Regions from separate parts of the Mus musculus genome. Here regions 2 and 3 are each linked to region 1. Evidence: chromatin contacts called from public Hi-C and Micro-C data. All regions are on one chromosome and are shown on one strand. Each heading gives the region's core, a stretch centred on a gene start, on an enhancer-like site or on the middle of the called end of the contact. The rest is flanking DNA. Distances are from core to core; before and after follow the strand shown.

Evidence for each region. A called contact is a pair of places that touch in the nucleus more often than the background predicts.
Region 2: a Hi-C map of Th1 cells shows a contact between it and region 1, with 5 times the contacts expected there. The contact joins the enhancer-like site here to the promoter of Edem1 in region 1. A contact is called at or near these places in 3 of 484 Hi-C or Micro-C datasets (CD4 T cells, Th1 cells and embryonic stem cells), 2 of 115 datasets of contacts at active chromatin or transcription factors (effector CD8 T cells and extraembryonic endoderm stem cells) and 2 of 9 other capture datasets (adipose tissue and liver).
Region 3: a Micro-C map of muscle stem cells shows a contact between it and region 1, with 2.9 times the contacts expected there. The contact joins the enhancer-like site here to the promoter of Edem1 in region 1. A contact is called at or near these places in 1 of 39 promoter capture datasets (macrophages), 2 of 484 Hi-C or Micro-C datasets (both in muscle stem cells), 3 of 115 datasets of contacts at active chromatin or transcription factors (bone marrow-derived macrophages, embryonic stem cells and microglia) and 2 of 9 other capture datasets (adipose tissue and pancreatic islet).

What each region holds. Positions count from the first base shown.
Region 1 is chr6:108,827,030-108,830,574 of GRCm38.p6, reverse strand. Edem1 (ER degradation enhancer, mannosidase alpha-like 1) reads right to left here and starts at 1,934. Exons shown (of 12, transcript NM_138677.2): 1 at 1,342-1,934. The coding sequence starts at 1,835. Gm35417 (a long non-coding RNA gene) reads left to right here and starts at 2,299. Exons shown (of 2, transcript XR_377956.4): 1 at 2,299-2,358.
Region 2 is chr6:108,703,079-108,706,623 of GRCm38.p6, reverse strand. No RefSeq gene overlaps it. Among named protein-coding and RNA genes, the nearest start is that of Gm35359, 27 kb to the left of the region's middle. Within about 2 kb of position 1,708, at least 77 of the 459 cell types and tissues checked have an H3K27ac peak or open chromatin away from gene starts, as enhancers often do. A contact at or near this core is called in Th1 cells, embryonic stem cells, extraembryonic endoderm stem cells and 1 more, where this site is marked.
Region 3 is chr6:108,895,063-108,898,607 of GRCm38.p6, reverse strand. No RefSeq gene overlaps it. Among named protein-coding and RNA genes, the nearest start is that of Gm6749, 16 kb to the right of the region's middle. Within about 2 kb of position 1,962, at least 30 of the 459 cell types and tissues checked have an H3K27ac peak or open chromatin away from gene starts, as enhancers often do. A contact at or near this core is called in muscle stem cells, where this site is marked.

The DNA of each region.
Region 1 (3,545 bases), core at 685-3,184:
TAAAGAACTTCGTGTGTTCAATTCCCCCACACTGCTGAAATAAAGTAGGAAGGCTTTGGTTTTGTCGTTGTTGTTTTGTTTTTTGTTTTTCAACATATACAAAGGCTGACGTATACATATACATAGTGCATCAGTCTGCTACAACTATGAAAAGACCCAGGCCCTCTGTGTGAGATGCTCCCTCTTAAAGCTCATCGGGCTGCAAATTCAGACACAAATCTACAGATAACCAACCCACTTTTTATAGCTCTTCCTGCACTTTTAGAGTACTAGCTAGCTGTGTGGGGGAGTCACGGAGTGCGAGTAGAGGTCAGAGGACAACTGCAGGAGTCTCTTCGGTTCTTTCTCCTTCTTCCATGTGGGTCCTGGGGAATCAAACTCCCGTCTGAGCACAGTGCCAAGGGCCCTTACTGGCTGAGTCATCTCATCAGCCCTTAGCTTTCCTTTTTGAAACTAAGAATCCTTCCTGGCTTCCATAAGGTAAAGGGAAATGCACATGCCAGATGTCCAAGGGTGTCCATGTAGAATGCCAAGACAACAAACAACCTAATAACTCCACTCCCATCTAAGGAGAGGGAAACACGACAGTCACCAACCAGCCTGACTTGGTCTGTGGCAACGCACACCCTTCAGGGAGGAGGAACTTGGCTGGGTGTCCTGCTGTCTTGGACTTTGAAGTCCACTCGAGTAACCCCGGAACTCCACCTTCCCATACGTGGCTAGTGGGCTGCGAGGACTAGTTGACCTTCTGACAGCACCATCACCCCACTGGTGTTTACGATGGTACCAAGCAATGACGGTGTCAGTCAACTCTGCGCCTAAGAAATCATCCTTCAAGTATCCAGATCGCCAATCTGGGCCAGGCAACTACCATTCCTGCCAATAAGCTCCCCTCAGTCTAGGCTGCGGCCCCTGGAAAGGAGAAACACTTAACGCCTCATCCCAATCCGGGCGTCCAACTCACTAGATGGCCCCTTTCTAGGAACCCGCTCCTTAACCTTATTAAAGCTTTGGGTGTGGCATTCTGATCAGGAGTGGGGAGGCTTCGTTTTGAAGCGGAGTTTTCCAAAGGAAACCTATATAACCAGCACTTAGATATGTGTCTATCTGGAGCAAGGGATACTGTGATTGTCCCTTCCGGTCTCTGGGACTCAGTTTCCCCATTTGCAACAGAAAATGACAAGGACAGCTGTCCTGAAGTTTGGAGGGTCAGGGAGAATCAAGGGGATGGCAGTCCACTGGGGTAAGGAGAGGAGGAACCTCGGACTACTGCGGACCTTAAAGACCCTGGTGTGTTCTCAGGGACCCGGAGGGGCGGAAGGCAGCGCGCGGGCTACTCACGGGTCTCCGCGGTCAGGCCCCCGGCCGCGGCAGTAGATGGGGTTGAGCTCGTCCTGCGGAAAGGCGTGCGCCATGTAGTTGTCATAGCCGAAGACGAACATGCCCCGCGCCAGGTCGCGCATCTGGGCACGCAGCTGCGGCGGGAAGGCGCCGCTGTAGCGCCGCTCGTACTCGTCCGGGCCGCAGCCACCGCCGCCCAGGGCATAGCCCCAGTGCGCCGGGCCGCACACGCCCGGTCCCGGCGTCGGTCCCGGCTCTGGCGGGGTCTCAAGCCGCCCCTCCGTTCCGCGCCTTGGCCGATGAAGCCAGGCCGGGCCTCCGGGCGGACCAACTGGCCCCGAGCCGTCGGGGTCCCTCAAGCGCTGGAAGCCGAAGCTGAGCGGAAACCGCTGGTAGAAGCCCATGCTGGGCCCCAGCCCGAAGACCAACCAGAGCACCGCGTGGAGGCCGAGGCGCAGCAGCACCAGCCCCAGGACAAGCGCTCGCCATTGCATGGTCGCGCGTCCGCCGCGGGCATTATTTTGAAGCGCCGGGCGCGTCCCCAGCCGACCGCCTCCCCGCGCGTCCGCCGGGAGCCCGCTCACTTCCCCTTTAAGGAACTCCCTCGTGACGCACCAGGAACTGGTCCATTGTCCCCCGCCCCGCGGACGGGACCGGCCCGCCTGGCCCCGCGTTCGCCCGCCGGCCGCCGGGGATTGGCCTCCACCGGCCCGGCCTCGAGGGGCGCGGCCGGGGACTCCCTCCGGCTCTATAGGCCGCCCGGACTGCAAGGCCCCGCCCTGCCACTGGGCCACGCCCCCTGGGCGGTTCCGAGTCTGGTCTAGCTGGCGTGGCGAGCCTAGGTCGCTCTGGCTTTTGGGGAAAGAACTTCCAGCCAATAGGAGCGCGGCACGGGAGCTCCGGGAGCCGGACACAGACATGGCCTCTGACCCGCCCTAGCCCGGGTAAATGGTGTCCCTGAACAGAAGATGGATGGGAGAAAGCCCGTCCAGGTATGGAGTAGTAGGTGTGAGAAAGGTAAGGGCCAGGGCCTTTAGGCAAAGGAAGTACTTACGAATATCTAGGAAAGGTTTTTAACTTGGTGGGAGTGGGACTCCCTGGTCCAGACCGCACGAAATGTCCAGATTTTTTGTTTTGTTATTGGAACGCCTTAACTTGGAAAAAAAAAATTCATAATACTTCTAAAATACTCCAAGATCACATCCAATCCCAACAAGGCGGGAGGGGGAACTAACACCAGATCATTTTCATCAGAACCATTTAAACATCTTTTCCTGACAGTCCTATCATCTCATCGCAGTGCTAGGCAGAGGCGACCTTGGAAATGTAGGGCAGATTGGGGGTTTAATCCCATCCAAGTGCTAATTCCTATAATTAAGGTTACTGATTTCGTTTTTTAAGGGCTGTGGCTTTCAACACTTGGAGCGCCTGTAAAAGTTTTGCCTTTCCTAAGATTATACCCTGTGTCTATCAAACTTGCAAAACATAAAAATAAAAAAGTAAAAAAAAAAAAAAAAAATAGGGGAAGTAACGAAATCAGTAATGCCTGTCACCAACCTGAAGGCAATGACAGGGAGGACTTAGGTAAATCCTGGACCATTCTCCTTCCATTTTGGGGTCAGAATTGTCCCTGCAATGTGATAGGGTACAACAGAGCAGCCAGCAACAATTTAAGTTCTTTGGGTTGGGAGAGCTTATTTTGTGAGATACAAAGGCCTGAGCAGTATACAAAAAAAAAGGGGGGAGGGGGAAGAAGTTACTGGACTGGATAAACTTGTATAAGACCAACTGATTCCAGTCCTTGACACGGAACTACTAGTTTCTGCCTCCCTGAAGCTAACACAAACTGAAAATGGACATTAAAGCTATGCTTTGTTTCCTCCATAAGCTACTTCTGTGCAAATTTTAGCTGAAATGTAGCTTGCACTCTGGTCAGCTGTCAGCCACTGATGACAGCAACTGTTCTCACATTACAGAAAAGCCCTAATTTTAAAAGACGAGTCTAATAACCATAGAAAACCAGCTAGTTTATGAAAAATGCTTTTCATGGCACAACTGACAATAAGTGCCAATAGAACAGGTTTTCAGAACGCTAGCATGTATTCCTATTTTATCTTCATTAAAAAAAAAAAACTAAAGATGAAGTATCTGTGACTGTCCCTTTAGACTAGGATTTCTCAGATTGAATGTAGCTGATGAAATTG
Region 2 (3,545 bases), core at 459-2,958, 120 kb after region 1:
GTGTCAAATCCCTAGCCTTCCATTTGCTAGGTAGAACACACCGTCACTAAGCTATATGCCCAGTCCAGCAGTCTCCATTCTGATTCAATTTCTTTCTTTCTTTCTTTCTTTCTTTCTTTCTTTCTTTCTTTCTTTCTTTCTCTCTCTCTCTCTCTCTCTCTCTCTTTCTTTCTTTCTTAAAAAAAAAAAAAACAAAAAGGTTTCTTGCACCCTTCACCTGGGCCTATCTGCCAAGGTTGTCTGGATTCCTGTCTCCACCTGAAAGGCAGTGTCATGTCCTTAAAAATAGCACAATCATGTGTTTTCACCAAACACAGAAGGCTGGCATTCCCCTCAGGTGCTCCAAATGAGCAAGATTTGGCTGGTAGGAGAGAGAATTGGGAGGTGAGTCACCAGCGGGGCAGATGAGGTCATCATGGGGTGACCATCTGCATGGAGCAACCCTCCCAGCCCAGCCTGTCCTCTCAGGGGCTGACAGGTCTCCAGCCGGCTGAGCTTCTCAGTCTGGCTTCTCAGCCATGAGGTGAGGTGTGGTGGGGCGATTTCCTCTCCGTGACTCAGTGGCTCAACTCCCCCAACAGACGGGATCTCTAGCTGAACACAACGCCAAGGTCAAGACCTGAGATGCCACAACTTGTCTGTCCTTAATAAAGAACAGGAAGGTGAGCATCCTCAGAGAAGAGAGGAGAGGACTTCTTCAATCTTCGTTGGAATGCTAAGTATTTAAGAAATGAAGGAATGGGTCCTCTTATCTTGATGGTGCTAGCAGAGCTCAGGAGACTGGCTCCTGGAATGGAGGGCTGATACTTATTCACTGATCATGACAATGGACACCTCCAGGCACAAATACAATTCCAAACTATGAAGAAAAACATAATTTTGTTTCCTTACATTTCATGGTGGTATCTCGTATTCTCCGAGGGACATCAGAACTGGAACAACACATTTTCATTTTCATGAAGCTGACTCAGGTTGGATGGGCACAATCATGGCACTGGCCCAAAGGTAGCCAAGTGTGTGCAGTCAGTCTGGTCATCCATAAATGGTAAAGTAAGCATGTGTAGTGTAGGAATGTAAGCACTACACACCCGTAATCCTAGCACTTGGGAGGCTGAGGCAGGAAGATTTGAGTTCGACTCTAGCTTATGCTACAAAGGAAAACCTCATCTTCAAAAGAAGGGAGGGAGCTGGGGATGTAGCTCCTTTGGTAGTCCAATTGGAAGTTGGTGGAATCAAAAGTTCAAGGCCACCCTTGGTATGAAAGTTTGGGACTAGCCAGAGTTACACAAGACTCTGTCGCCAAAAAATAAGAAAGTGGTGCCGGGCAGTGGTGGCACACACCTTTAATCCCAGCACTTGGGAGGCAGAGGCAGATGGATTTCTGAGTTCGAGGCCAGCCTGGTCTACAGAGTGATTTCCTGGACAGTCAGGGCTATACAGAGAAATCCTATCTCAAAACAAAACAAAACAGAACAAAACAAAACAAGAAAGTGGTAATATAGAAAAAAGACCGTTGTTACTACATGAATCTAGCAATTGGTAGGGCCCTCCCATTGTTCTCAATATACAAGATGAAAGAGAGAAAGAGAAAGTATTGGTTTTATTTGTTTCTGCCGCTTTGGTATTTACATTGTTGAGTCAATCTGAAGTGCTTTAAGGTACACGTTGAGCCTAGGTGCCAGATAAGCCTTGGCGTAATCAGTGAGGACTTTGGCTGGGGACAGGCCCTGGATCAGCGAGTAGGGGAAACCCAGCAGACGACAGCTTCAGGCACAGCTGTATCTAACTGATTAGCCGAGGGTGTTAGAACCTGTTGGTCTTTATCTGCAAGTTCTGCTCTCAGACCCTAAAATGGCAAAGACTCTTCCCACTGGCCCTAGGCATACATTCCACCCGCTCAATAACCTCAATACAAAGAAATCTCCCCCCTCCACAATGCTGTCAAGGATCAACCTGAGTCATATACTCAGCCTTAGGCCTGGGAATGGTGTGAAATCTATCCGAACCTCACATGCCAAGAGGTTCCCAAAATAAAAGGGAATGGTTGCTAGGCAGACAAAAACAATAGGTGTCCCTCCCGAACATGAGTGCCTATGGGAGAGGCAGGTCTGTAGTATATGGGCCACTTTCCTGCTTTGTCACTACTTGGTGACTCAAGCTGGTGTGGTGGAATGTAGACTCTGGACTTCTGACTGGGTTCTCTCAGAAGTCTAGCCTCAGGCAACTCATCTAAAAGCAACTGTGTTCATTACAGGTACAGGATAGAGTTCTGGGCCTATGCTAACATTATCCAGTCTGTACCACAGATCTGCAAAGTGGTTTGGGTGTTTGTTTGTTTGTTTGTTTGTTTGTTTTCTATTTATTTTCAGGTGCTGGCATTTGTACCCAAAGCCTAGCACATGTTGCGGGTGGGATGTCCTGTCTACTGCTGTGCTAGAGTCCAGTCCTGCAAATTATTTATTAGAACTTACAAATGAGAGCACTGCAGAGCAGGTGGAATTAGAGAGCCACTCCTGCCCAGGGCACCGTGGTCCTGGGTGGGCCCCCTGGGCCTTCACTCTTCTTAAGGGCAAAAGAACAGGAGGTGAAGAGGAAAGAGGACAAGGAAAAGTAGCAATAACTAAATGGCTAGGGTGACTCGGTGGCAGGGCTTCTGCCTAGGATTTAAGAGAGCCTGGGTTTGATCCTAAGAACTGTAAAAAATAAAGCCAACCAACAAGCAGAAAAAAAAAAATAACCTACAAGTAGGGCTGGGCAGATGGCTCAGCAGGTAAAGTCAATGCCATTAAGTCTGAGTGAGTTCAATTCCCAACACCCACTTGGTGGAAAGAGATACCTAATCATGTCTGGATAGTTGTCCTGACTCTCTCTCTCTCTCTCTCTCTCTCTCTCTCTCTCCATTAATAAATAAAATAAATGTAATAAAAACATCCAGAATATATTACATATGAAATCAAGTCCCTTTTCTATTCTAAAATTGGTTTGGGTGTTTTTGTTTGTGTTTGTTTGTTTGTTTGTTGAGACAGAGTCTCAGGTAGCACAGGCTGGCTTGGAATTCACAGTCGGCTGGAATTCACAGAGAGCTACCTGACTCCTCCACCCAAGTTCTGGATTAAAGTCCTGTGCCACCAAGTGCAGCCCAGCTTTTCTCTTTCTGAACATTTAGTAAGTTTTTTTGTTTGTTTGTTTTCTTTGAGATAGAGTCTCATTTAGTCAAAGACTGGCCTCAAACTTAGTATCTACCTAAGGCTGGCCTTGAACTCCTGATCCTCCAGCTTCTATCTCCCATGTACTGGGATTGTGTGTATGTTTCACTATGACTATAAAGGTTAAAACTATTTTGCCCACCTTCCTTCTCTCTCCTTTGCTTGCTCAATCTTGTTCTTTCTCTTACACATCCCACCTCCACCCCCACCCCCAAAGATGTGCTCAAACACAAGACCGTCCATATACAAAAAAAGTGTTCTATGGCTGAGCTGCATCTAGCCTAACACCTTTGGTCATTTTTAAAGGCTACCTTTATAAATATGACTCCCAGCCCCAGG
Region 3 (3,545 bases), core at 713-3,212, 68 kb before region 1:
ACTATAACAAAACCATAACAATCACAGCACTCAGGAGCCTAAAACCAAGGGGTCAAGGGATCTAGGATTTGGGGCTAGCCTGGACCACACAGCAAGAGCCGATCTTTAAAAAGGCAGGGCAGGCAGGGAGGCGGAGGGTGGGGGGAGACGGGACTTTAATAAGAATACTAAGATGGGCCTAACCCAATCATGAGGAGCGTGTAAAAGCAGATATTTTTCTCTCGCTAGCACCAACAGTAGGGAGAGGAGCCCACAACACATCCTTGTTGACATAAAGATGGAGAAGGTCATGTGATAAGGAATCCAGGAAGTCTCTAGGAGCTGAGAGAGGCTCTCAGGTAACGAACTGCACTGAACCCAGGTCTTCCAACTGAAGGGAACTGAATTCTGCCCATGCCCTGACTAAACCCAAGACTTGCATCACACACACACACACACACACACACACACACACACACACACACCAGCACATCCAGATATAACACTGAGCTCAGATGACACTTGAATTTTAGCTTTGGCAAACTAGCCAGAAAACAGAGCTCATCTGCCCATGCTCCCAACCTGTAAAACAGCAAGACCTTAATAGATGGGTGGTGTTGTGAGACACTGTGTTTGTAGTCACTTATTTTAAAAGCATCAAAAAAATAGACATAACATGAAGGTCAACACTGCAGGAGTAAAGCAAGCGAGAAAAGCTGCTGAGCTAGCAAAGAGCAAAGACTTCCTGAGACCCAACAGGCTTTGCTTTCACATTAAGGCCAGTGGATTTCCTCTGAATGAGGTTCAAGGTTTGACACAAGGAAACAAACAACAACAACAAATATGGCCTTTATTTGCCATGCCACACACATTCTGTGTGTGTGTGTGTGTCTGTCTGTCTGTCTGTCTCTCTCTCTCTCTCTCTCTGTCTCTCTCTTTCTCTTTCTCTCTCTCTCTGTCTCTCTCTCTGTGTCTCTGTCTCTGTCTCTGTCTCTGTCTCTCTCTCTCTCTCTGTCTCTCTCTCTCTCTCTCTCTCACACACACACACACACACACACACACACACACACACACACCAGCGCTAACCGCTGCTGGATGTACTGATAGAGAAAATAACTCCATCAATGGTGCACCTGCTGACCTGCAGAAGCACTGAGAAATGCTTGATTGTAAATTATTCAGAGGCGGCCTGCAAAAAAATGGAGAGCAGCCGAAGTTGAGAGATGGAGCATAGCATATACAGCAATAAAGGAATTCTAGCATCTCTAAAAGAAGAGCGGATCCATCAGGAGGGCTCCCATTAGGCAGGGTGAGCTGCGATCCACATTTTCCATGTCTCCCCACTCCCAAAGCCAACACAAAAAGCACTTTTCAGCCAGTGTTGCTTTGACACGCACATCCGTGCTTCACAGATTTGGCCTCTGGAGTATATGACGCTGGCCCCCACACCGTCCTGGCAATTGACTCACGAATGATTAAACCTGATGATTACCCAGGGCAGATAACCTGATTGCTAATAGAGACTAGAGTGGGGAGCAACTTTTGTTGGCGGGTGAGTTCTTTGTCAGAGACTACCTCCCAGGGGTAGTTGGCTGGGAGAGACTGGAAAGTTGACTAAAAAGCTCCATGGTGGGAAAAATTAAGCTGTACAGCCATGTGATAATAGCAGCAATAGAAAGAGAGGCAGAGCCTCCACCCACACAGCAAGTCAGAAATACCTCAGGTATAATTAAACTCGATTCCAGAATTTAGCACCTTTTTGTAATAAGAATCTTTGCTTGAAGTCCTTAGCATTCTGTTGCCTTGGCAAAAACCCTATCACTTGGCATTTCAGAGGTTTCTGTCCCATTTTCAAAGAACAGTCTTGGTGAAGGAGCCTTGGGAAGATGCATCTGATTCCGCTGGTCCCTTTACTACTGAGTCGCCCTCTGTGAGGAAGTAAAGGAAAGAGACTTTTGCAGGCCTCTGCCTGCCTGGGCTTCTCGGTGATGGGTGTTCCTTGCCTCCTCCTCACCAGTAAACCTTAAGTAGGGCACGCCATGCTAACTCCAGCAGAACACAGCCAAGATCTCCGTGTCAGTGGCGCTTGAGGGCAAACCCTTGGCACATCTGCTGCTTATCTCCGGATGTCAGAGTTCTTAAGTGAACGTCTTGGACTTGGAATTTCTCTTTTATGCTTGTTTGACCCCTCTGTTATAATACCCAGCTCTGATCATCATTTCTTCCATATCCATTCTTGCCAGTATTCATTCTCTTTCTCTCTGTCTCTCTCTGTCTCTCTCATCTCTATCTGCTCTTGATCCCTCTCTCTCCACCCTCACCTCCTCCCTCTCCTTCTATCTCACCCCCCTCTCTCTCCCCAAAAACCATTGTCATAGTCCAATGCTATTTTCTGAAAATGGAAATCATGACTTGAACTCAAAGCGTGACTGTAGTGAATCACATGTGAAGGCCTTGGCAGGGTGCTTGGCACATGGTACATGCTGGACAGTATTAGTCATTTTTGATAGAAAAACTGGTGCATGGTTGGCAAAAGAAAAAGCCTAAAACTCATAAAGGGTATTCCAGCAAGAGAGGAGACAATACGGGAATAAAATTAAAATGCAAATAACCCATCTAGACACTGGATGTCCCCTCCCATTTCCGAAGCATCAGAATTCCGGAGCCTGCCTGTAATTATAAAAAGGGAGAATTTGGTACTTGGGGGTTTGCTTAAGATTATACCCAATTAAGGATAGCCTACTTGAAAGTTTAAATTGTCAGAAACCCACCTTAATACTGCCTCAGCCTTTTGTCACACCAATTATAATTATGATTCATTCAATAACTGTCCCCTGCAGACATAGGATGTGCTTGGCACTAGGTGTACTACAGAAAGCAAGAGAGGGGCTGCTCTGACATCATACAGTTAAGGGTGTGACAGGGAAGACAGATGACAAACGTGCATAATACAGGCATAAGTGTATAGCAGAATTGTTGAAAGGTAACAGGAAGACGTCTTTGCACACATGTCATGACCAAAGAAGTCCTCCTTAAGAAGCTGCCGTTCAAACTGAGACCTGAGGATGGAGAGTAAACAGCAAACGGAAAATTGATGTGAGGCAGGACAAGGACCTGGTACAGGCAAATAGGATCAAGCTCCCCCTGCATTGAGTTGCTTGCTATCTGACAGCAATGTTGCCACTTATTTAAGTTCATCCCACAACTTCCCAAAAGAAGGCACAGTCTTGCTAGGAGATAACTGAGGCCTGGAGGGTTGAAGCAAACCACCCAAGGCAAGTGGCAACGCTGACTAATACTGAGTCATGACAGCATCTAGCTTTCTTCATCAAAATAACCCAACATCTGAACCAGGAAATAGGGGTGGGGTAAGATGAGCAGGACTTCAAGTCTAGGGGAAAAACTGGCAGTCACTGTTCCAGATCTCAGTGAGTCTCTTTCTAAGGAGAATCACAATTGCTACCTGTTAAAGGATGCCCTTACACCAGGCACAGTGCCCGGCCCTTTGCATGTATAATTCTCACAGCACACCACAGACAAACACTACAGTCCCCACCTTCCTCTTC